Linked DNA regions of Rattus norvegicus: region 2 is linked to region 1. The links are chromatin contacts, called in public Hi-C maps. All regions are on one chromosome and are shown on one strand. Each heading gives the region's core, a stretch centred on a gene start, on an enhancer-like site or on the middle of the called end of the contact. The rest is flanking DNA. Distances are from core to core; before and after follow the strand shown.

Region 1 (5,010 bases), core at 711-3,210:
CGAGTCTTTGTTCAGGATGTCCCACACACAGCAGAGTGCACAGCATCCCCAAACCCATCAACACCTGCTAGTGGTTAATGCCAATCACAACCACTAAGAAAAGAGAAAAGCTTGCTAATTTTCCCCTAGAGAGCAATCCCCCTGGACCAACTACCTCCCACCCAACTCTGGTCTTAGTCACGGTACTGGAGTTCAGCTCTATTACCCATGAACTATGCGATCACTGGCTAAAGAGTTAAGTTCTCTAAACCTCCGTTTCCATGGTACCAAAGAGAATCAACACTCCTGGGCTGTCTGGGGCGGCAGGATGACTCAACAACACTGTAGCAACACAGGGTAGGTGGTTTACAACCCAAGGCTTTTCGAAATAGGAACAAGGGGGCCGTGTCCTGCAAACAATAACAAGAACCATCACGGCAAAAGAAGGAGAAGACACTAAATGCCGGAGAGTGAGAGGAGTCCAGAAACTTAAAAAATAATTTGGGGGGGGGGGCGCGAAAATGTATATAATTGTTGGGGGAGGGGGAATTAAGGGGTCAGAAAGGTAGAGAATGTGGAATAAAAAAAAAGATGAACTTCCGTCAAAGGCATGATTTTACAGCTTGGTTCAGGAAAGAAAGAAGGGGAAGGTATATGAAGGGTGAGAACGGAAGGGCTGTAAAATAAAGACATTATAGGACCTCTGCCCATGGAAGGACATGGAAGGCATGTGCCAGAAAAAAAAAGTGCTTAGACGGTAAACATAACTTCCCAATAACGCTGAATAATGGTCAAACTAAATACCTCAAACTATCGCTCCAGCCCATGAAATAAACGCGTTCTTATTTCGAATAAGCAAAAGGAATCAAAGAGCAGAAGGCAGCTCGAGCTTCTTCCTGGTTCTGTGGAAGGAAATCCGGCAGGCCTCGGCCTCCAAAGTGCTGGGATCACAAGAGATCACCCCCATGCCTCGCCTGCTGCGTTCTCTAATGACCAAAATTCTTAATGTATAGGCCTCCTGGACTAAAAGGAACTCACAGTAACCTATTCTGGTCCCTTGATACCATCCCAGGCAAATCCGAGTCCTTCCTAAACACATTAATTAGCAATACCTTACATCATCCTTGAAAAGCAGGAGGTAAGCTAGAGTATTATTAGCCTCTTTTTATTATGGGGAAACTGGGGAACAAAAAGATTAAATTACAGTATGTCCCAGAATGAGCCATCATATTTTCTAGTACTTTAATTAAAGGCTCCAAGCCCCGCATTACAGACATTATTCTTCCTAGCTTAGAGAACTTTTACTATTGCTTCCACCAGGGGACCAAGGGGAGAAACACCTACAGTAACTTAAAGGTCATTCTCCCAATCCAGCACTTCTCACGCCAAAATTTAAATTTTTGGACAGTGGAAGAGGTAACACCACACACACACACACACACACACACACACACACACACACAGAGAGAGGACAGAAAAATTAAGGACACTTGTAAACAACAGCACGGGTCGGAAATCCTGGGTCCACGTTTTAGGCTGTGGCAGGCAATTCAGGAGTTGGCTGATGCTGATGGAAAAGGTACCCCAGGGAGCCCAGAGCAGCCTCGCCATCCCTGCAAACCCATCACTCCAAACGTGACCCCCGACGCTCTCCCTTGGCCCCTGCATTGCACCACGAGCCTCGCGGTGCCAACCCGGGCCTGTGGTAGGCCCTGACTACCCAGCCTCGGTGTGCACCGGAGCCGCACCTAGCCAGACACTTCCCAATCCCGGCTCCCCCAACCCCGGCCTCGGCTCCCACGCGCTCTCACCGCCCGCCCGGCGTCCCCCGGCCCGGGGAAGCGAGGTGACCGCGCAGGTCGGTGGAGCGCAGCGCCCGCCGGGGTCCCGTAGCCGCCGCCTATCAGCGGAGCGCAGGGGCGGGGCCGGCAGGGCCGGCGGGGCCGCGGGCGGGGGCGGACGGGCGGGGGACCGGGCTCCGGGCGGCTCCGGGCACCGCGCGCACACACCGGGCCGGCTCCCGAGGGCGCCAGCGCGGCCCCGGGGAGCGCGAGCTAGGAGCGCGCGGCCTGCGGTCAGCGGCCCAGCGGCCGAAAAGATGGTGTCCTGGATGATCTCCCGAGCCGTGGTGTAAGTACGGGCGGGGAAGGCGCTCGGGGCCCGGTTGCCGGGGCCGAGCTCACGGGCCGCGGCCTGCTCACCCGTGTCCGAGTCGCTGCGGGGCTCCGGGGCGGCGGTGTTGGGAACAGCAGAGCGCGGGCGGGCAGACTGCCTGGCGGGCGGATGGCGGGCTCTGCTCCGTGGAGCCGCTCCCCGACGCGCGGCGGGCTCTGCTCCGCTTCTCCTCGGCCTCCCCTCCGCTCCTCGGCTGCTCTCCTCGGCTCCTCGGCTCCTCCGCTGCCCGGCGCTGCGCGCGGCGGGCTCTGCTCGGCTCCGCGGCGCGCTCCCGGCTGCGGCTCCCGCTCCCGCTCCCGCGGCCCGCGCTGCGCGGCACCGCCCTGCGCAGGCTCCGCCGACGCTGAGCGCGGGAGGCCGGCGGGGCTCCGGATGCGCCCGAGCCTTTGTCACCAGGTCTACCGCGTTGCGGTGTCTGTCCGCGGCGCACGCCGCTTGGTCACGTGTAGGAGGAGGAGGAGGAGAGATCCGTGTCAGAGCCCAGGCTGCAGAGTCGTGCTCAGGGGTCCCGAGGTGACCCGCGAAGGAGCTTGCTCTAGAAAGGTCGGCCAAACCCTGACCAGGAGGGCCCTGTGTGGGAAGAAATGTTTGCGACGCGGAAGGCGCAGGTGCTAGTCCCTTTTGTTCGGGTCATCTCATCTATTCATTGATTGTGATACAAACGAGAGCTGCGGATGCGAAGAGGGGGAAAAAGTTGAGTTGTTTATAATCTGCAAAGGTATTTGGATACAAGTTAAACCGGTTCTCTTCCCATCTTCCACCTTACCCTGTGTGCTCTAAAGCAAAGCCACCAAATAAAGGCCAGTAAATTAGGTGGAGCCTGGGGACGGGGATTCATTATTCATGTAGCAGTAATGTCATCTGAGTACCTTAATGAAATGTTTATATGAGGTTAACAGGCCTCGCTGATTAGCTTATAATTTGTAGGGAGAAAGTTACATTACTTGGGTAGTATTATTATTATTATCATTATTATTTCACTATGGAGAAGGAGCTAAATTTTCTAACTTACTTTTATTTCATTTGGAAGTGAACTAGGTTACCTAATTTGCAATGCATTCAAAACTCGACCTTTCATAAAATGTCCTTTGAAGCCTCCTAACTTCTTGTGTTCATCTTAAAACCACAAACAAATAAAGTTATACCACAGGTGCCTTCAAATTATGTTTAGCCTTTTCCGGGGCAATCTTCTCGTTTCCACATAATCCAGGCATACTTTCTTAGCCAACCAGAAGTCCCTCAACTATTTTTGCGTAGCCCCTCAAACTAAATGCCCCCACTAAAAAGCTGGTTTTGTCCTTTGATCTCTTTGACCATTTGCAATGATGGAAAATTATGGGACAGCTTGAGTGAGTTCGCATTCATAAGAATTTTATTTCCTATTGTTGAAAGGAAATATGTTTCTAGTGCAGCCTCCCATGCAAAGGTCAGTACCACGTAGGAGACCTTAATGGGACAGACATTCCACATTCCCAGATATCTACTGTACAGGTCAGAATGTCAGGTCTTATGAGGGTTATACCTAGTGTAATACCTGGTGTTAGACAAGGAAGAAATTATCTGTGGTTGGAGAGTCATCAAAGAAGGCAAAAGAGATTACATTCAAAATAGACCTTGAAGAATAAACCCAATCTAGACTGCCAAGGAGGAAGAAGGAAAAATGCCCGATAGGTGGACTGGTGTAAATTGGAGCCCGGGGTTGGTCACAGGCTGAAAGCCAGACGAGCAGGAAGAGAAAGAGCTGCCTTGGTTTTATGAAGAGTTTGTAATCCCAGAGACACTGAGTCCAGCACTGAGGAAAGGGTGCACTCCTGCTGGGCCATCCTGTGGAATTTAAGGTCTGGGGTGAAGGGGAAGCCTACAAATGGGACTTTTAAAAAGGTCATTAAAACATGTATTAGTCAAGAGTCAAGAGATGTATGTCATGAGCTTCGGGCCCGGCACATTTGTCAGGGAACATCTGTGTGTTTCTGTCTGTCTGTGCTTGAGTTGTCTCTAAACATGAAAGCTGTCCTAATAGCTACACAGACCTAGGCACACGCTTCCCACTGAAATAAAATTTATTTATGTATCTCCTTCCTGGCCTACTGAAACATCCAGCCGGGCCTAAACAAGATCAGACGGTTTCCTCAGCGTGAGCCTTTGGAAGTTCCATAAGGGACAGAGGACCCTGTGTAAACCCGAACTCCCAAGATGAATGAGGAATCTGCAGACCTTGAAGTATAACTCTGAGGACAAGAATGATGGCTTTAGGGGTTGGGGATTTAGCTCAGTGGTAGAGCGCTTGCCTAGCAAGCGCGAGGCCCTGGGTTCGGTCCCTAGCTCCGGAAAAAAAGAAGAAAAAAAAAAAAAAAAAAGAATGATGGCTTTAGACTCCGACTTAGATGTCACTTAATAACTGTGTAGCCTCTCTGAACACACCAAGCCCACCTAAGCTTAAGTTGCCTTTTATTATTATTATTATTATTATTATTATTATTATTATTATTTATTGTTTTGGGGTGGTCTTTGGGATAGGGGTCAGAGGACAACCTGTAGGAATCAATACGTTCCTTCCACCATGTGAGTCCCAGGGATTAGATGAACACAGGGATTAGACTTGGCCAGAAAGCACAAAGTCTCCTCATCTTTCCTCATTGTCACAAAACTTACTTAAATGTCACGTGACCAATAAATTAGCAGTTTTTAATGGACCATGTGTGTACATGTGTGTACATGTGTGTGTGTGTGTGTGTGTGTACGTGCGCGAACCTGGGTATGCCTGGGTATTTGTATGTGTACCATGCTTCTGCAGAAAGCCCGAGGTCAGAATGCTGTGTCAGATCCCGTGAAACAGGAGGTACAAGCGGTTGTGAG
Region 2 (4,547 bases), core at 600-3,099, 240 kb after region 1:
TATGCCACATGTGTGAGTGTTGACAGAGACCAGAGGGGGTATCAGATCACCTGGTACTGGAGTTAAAGGTGACTGTGGGTCACCTGCCTAATGTAGGTGCTGGGAACTGAACTCAGGTCCTCTGTTAGAGCAGTCAGTGCTGTTAACCACTCGAGCCATCTCTCCAGACCTTAAGTATATTTGTTTGCTTGCTTTTGCTCTTTTGAGACAAGGTTTCTCTGAGAAGTCCTGGCTATCCTGGAATTCACTCTTGTAGACCAGGCTGGTCTTGAACCCAGAGATCTGCCTGCTTCTGCCTCCCAAGTGCCTTCTGAGTTCACCACTAGTTACTACATTCAGTTTCAAGTATATTCTCTACATATTTTTTTCTCTTTTTTCTTTTTTTCGGAGCTGGGGACCGAACCCAGGGTCTTGTGCTTGCTAGGCAAGCGCCCTACCGCTGAGCTAAATCCCCAACTCCTCAAGTATATTCTCAACAGAGCAGATTGACTTTAATTCCTTTGCTGGGATTCTGTTCTCTAATCATTACCTTTTCAGAGAAGCCCCTGAGTGTGTGTGCATGAGTGTGTCCATGTTTATGCATTGGAGTGTACGATCGCCTGGATCTGTTTCCTCTGCTCTCTCTGGATATCCACGAGCTTTAAAACAAAACCTTCTGTTCCTTACTACTTCTGCGATTCCTCACTGCTTCTGTCTCTGAGTTTATCGTCGGCTCATTCTGATCTTTGGTTTTCCTCTTTTCAGTCTTTGTCTGTTTCCAGCTACAGCACACACTCCCTGGCCCTAATCTCTTACTGCACCTAGATAGCAGCTTTTTAGACAGCTCTCTGCATCCTCCGGGGAGCGGATGGCTGCGTGGCACTGCCCTGAACTCTGAATGTCACAGAGAAGACCTATGACCATCTGTACTACGGGTTATGTTAGCTGAGGTTCCTTGTTAGGAGTTGGGGTTGGTCTGTGTCCATGGTAAGCATAAATGTTAGTTTCCATTCATGAGGAATAACAACACCTCACCAGTCATGCGTCTATCGATGTAGACTCGACTTATTCCTTCCGCCCTACCCCAAACAACTCAGAAAGGTAGGTCCTGCTCTTCCAGTTTACAAAGGAAGATCATCGCCAAGTCAGGAGGAGCCTTGTAAAGTTACCCAGTCAGGATATTCCAACATACTATCTGAAGCTAACACTTTTTTTGGGGGGGGGGAGCTTTCCAAGCCATTCATTCCGAAGGCCTTTCCTCTCCGCCTAGACAATAGACGAAGAACTATTGCCACATTTCAAAGAGCATCGGTTCTTCAAAAATGTCTTCTCAGCTATGCAAACAGTATTTGCAAAAGCAGAATCATCCCTCATGCCCGATACTATTTTAAGAGACGAGGACCTGTTGTTTATTGAGAGAAAAGCTGGTGCAGAATTTTGAGGGACTCTGTTGGAAATAGACGGATTCGTAAATTGTAGGCAGAGGAAGGAGTCTTGTCTTAAAAAAAAAAGATTGAATTTTGCCTATCTTAAGGGAAAACAATCTGTACTTGATTAATAGAGTGCATGATGTTTCACTGACAGTAAAACTTAAGTGACTTGGGTAGCAAAGGATATCTTTTAAATTCTGCGAGAGCGGGAGTGGCGGTTGTAGCTCGGTTGGTAGATTGCTTGCTGAGCATGCGCAAAGCCCTGGGTTCTACCCCAGCGCCACATAAGCAAGCGTTGTGGTGAAGCCAGTCATCCAAACACTTGAACACTTTGGAGGTGAAGGCAGGAGGATTAGAAATTCAGGGCCACTCTTGGAAGCTATCCCACAACACACGAGCCCTTGTCTCAAAGAGAAAACAGTAAAATTGCATGTGAGTTAATTATTTACTACAATGTCGGGGTCAAGGGACAGAGTTCTAGGAATCATGAAACTCAGGTGTATTGGAGAATTGAGGAACGTGAATATTAGCTGGCATTTGAGACAGACACCTAGCATTGTGTAAAAAGCAAAACCAACCAAACGAGCAAAAGCAAAAATGCGCTGTAGAAATAAGGGGAGAAGTGATAACACAGGCGTTAGATGGATTGTCTTGTTCCTTCCACAGTCCGTGGAAGTTTCCGTCTGAGCATCTGAGGTCCGCACTCTCGAACCCGCAGAAGCTTCACTCTGAAGATTTGACTTTGCTCTTCCTTTTTCTGTGTTCCCTAATCCATTCCTTCCGTATACGCCCTTCTCTGAAGCGTTTACTAAATTTGGTTCGCGCGCCCCCTACTGGCAGACTTGATTATTATTTTCAACTGCGTTTGGTGATTTTCAGCATTGCCCAAACTAAGTACCAAAAAAACTTTCTTTCATTTGACACGCTGTTCAGTCAGCCAGAGGCTGGAAAAGAAAAGATTTCCACTAACAAGCTACTCAACTTGCAAAAAAAGCCCCCCAAACAAACAAACAAACCAAAACCCCAAACCAAAAAACAAACAAAAAAAACTTCCCCAAGACGACGATTTCCCGTATATGGGTTTGCTTGGTAATTGATAACAACGCAATGAGGACAAATTAAAATGCACACCCAGCAAAGCTGTTTTTTTTTATTATTTTATTTAATTAACTGCTCTGTCTCCTTGAATAAATGACCTCTCTTACTGCTTTCAAGATTTTTTGTTCGTTTGTTTAAGGTGCTTGGTGCAAATTTTAAAATAGACTAAAAAAAAAAAACCCAAATATGTTAAAATTTATTTCACAGCCTCCTCCTAGCCGGTCCTCAGATGTTAGCCTGTAGACGCACATGACAATGACTAAGACATCATTATCGGTGTAGGGGAGCCGGGAGGAAGTGGTTTCTCCATTTTTCTCCACACCGTTTGAGTAGGTCACGAGTTGGTGTGTGGACACCCATTCTCCTTTTGCGCCTGTCCTGGCAGAAACGAAGGCAATCTGAAGAAACACTTGGGAGCGCCCCCCCCCCCCCTTTTGGCTACCAGATTATTGAATCAATGCTCTCCAAGAAACTGGAATTTCCCCAGAAGTCTCATCTGTGAAAAGGTAAGAGGGGCTGCCAGCCCTGTGCCTCTCAGAGGAGGGTTTGTCTTCCTGAAAGAGATTTAACACAGTTTTTTAAAAATTTCCTTTTGATGATGATTTCTTTTTTTTTTTTTTAATTTTTCATGTGCTTTGATTGCATTTGTGTTTGAGTGTATCAGATCCCCTGGATCTGGAGTAATAGACAATTGTGAGCTGCCATGTGGTTGCTGGGAATTGAACCAGGAACCTCTGGAAGAGCAGCCAGTGCTTATAACCTCTGAGCTATCTCTGCAGCCCCAAGATTTAACTCGGTTTGAGAGCTCATCAGACCACTTCTCGGGAGAGACTGGATCTGAGCTGACAGTGTCCTGGACCATGCCTTGACTAGTATTGCTTACCTCCAGCCCCTAATTTAAACAAACCTGGCTAGGACCTGTTTATTGCTGTCGCTTTTACAGTCAGAAGTGGGAATTGCTTGATTCTTTGTCCCGCTCTGTGCCATTTGAACTAAGGGGACTGTTACCATCAGGGGTGAGTATCAGGCGCTGGGGAAGTGGCTTAGGCAGCAAGCATGGTGACCTGAGTTTGACCTCTAGAAGCAATACACCCCCCCCCCGAGATTGGTATTTTCCTGGGAATCTCATGATGGATGCTTGTAATGTCAGTGGGGATAGCAAAACACCAGATGAGCTTTAGGCTAGTAAGAAACCCTGTGTAAAACACAAACATGGCTCCTGATGAGTGAGTGACGTTGGAGGTTGTCCTCTGGACTCTATATGAACATCTATACACACGTACAAACACCCTACCATGAGCACACACATGCACATATACACATACACTCACATGCACTGGTGCACACACATGCATATGCATACACGTACATGCATGCACAAGCAGGCTCTGAAACACATGTGTGCATGCACATGTGAACACGTGCACACACATGTACACACTCTGGAACTCACATACATACATACACACATACACTCACATGAACTCATGTGCACACATGCACGCACCCACATGCAAGCCATGAAACACATGTGTGCATGCACATGTGAAAACATGCACACACACATGCACAAGCACACAGGCAGTCGAACACACACAGCCACACACATTCCCACATAGAACGGATATCAGATGTCATGGTCTCCATCATTTTTCCCATTTCCAAGGAATGTGGTTTCTTATTTGAATTTCATTTTTCTGCATAATAAAATACATTAAGTAAAGAAAGATCACATACCACATGCTTTCACCTCAGAATGCAAATGACCATAAGGCATGTTCCATAAAAATGAATACAGCAGCAGATCCTACTTCAGAATTATGTTTTTCTTCTTCTTTCATTTTTTTTATTGCAAAATTAAAACTTTCGCTACAGTGAAATCAAGAAGCAAACAATCGAATCCAAATGGGGCTGGGGAGATGATTAAGCAGTGAAAAATGCTTTGCTGTCCCTTCAGAGGAACCAAGCGCAGTTCCCAGCACTCACACTCAACACCTCATAAGAGTCAGTAACTCAGGCTCCAGCGGATCTGAAGCCCTC

Evidence for each region. A called contact is a pair of places that touch in the nucleus more often than the background predicts.
Region 2: a Hi-C map of the A7r5 cell line shows a contact between it and region 1, with 2.1 times the contacts expected there. The contact joins the enhancer-like site here to the promoter of Reep3 in region 1. A contact is called at or near these places in 2 of 12 Hi-C or Micro-C datasets (the A7r5 cell line and Schwann cells).

The regions. Positions count from the first base shown.
Region 1 is chr20:21,490,735-21,495,744 of GRCr8, forward strand. Reep3 (receptor accessory protein 3) reads left to right here and starts at 1,961. Exons shown (of 8, transcript NM_001106386.2): 1 at 1,961-2,109. The coding sequence starts at 2,078. It also overlaps a transcript of Jmjd1c not described here.
Region 2 is chr20:21,728,217-21,732,763 of GRCr8, forward strand. No RefSeq gene overlaps it. Among named protein-coding and RNA genes, the nearest start is that of Reep3, 240 kb to the left of the region's middle. Within about 2 kb of position 1,850, at least 9 of the 93 cell types and tissues checked have an H3K27ac peak or open chromatin away from gene starts, as enhancers often do. A contact at or near this core is called in the A7r5 cell line, where this site is marked.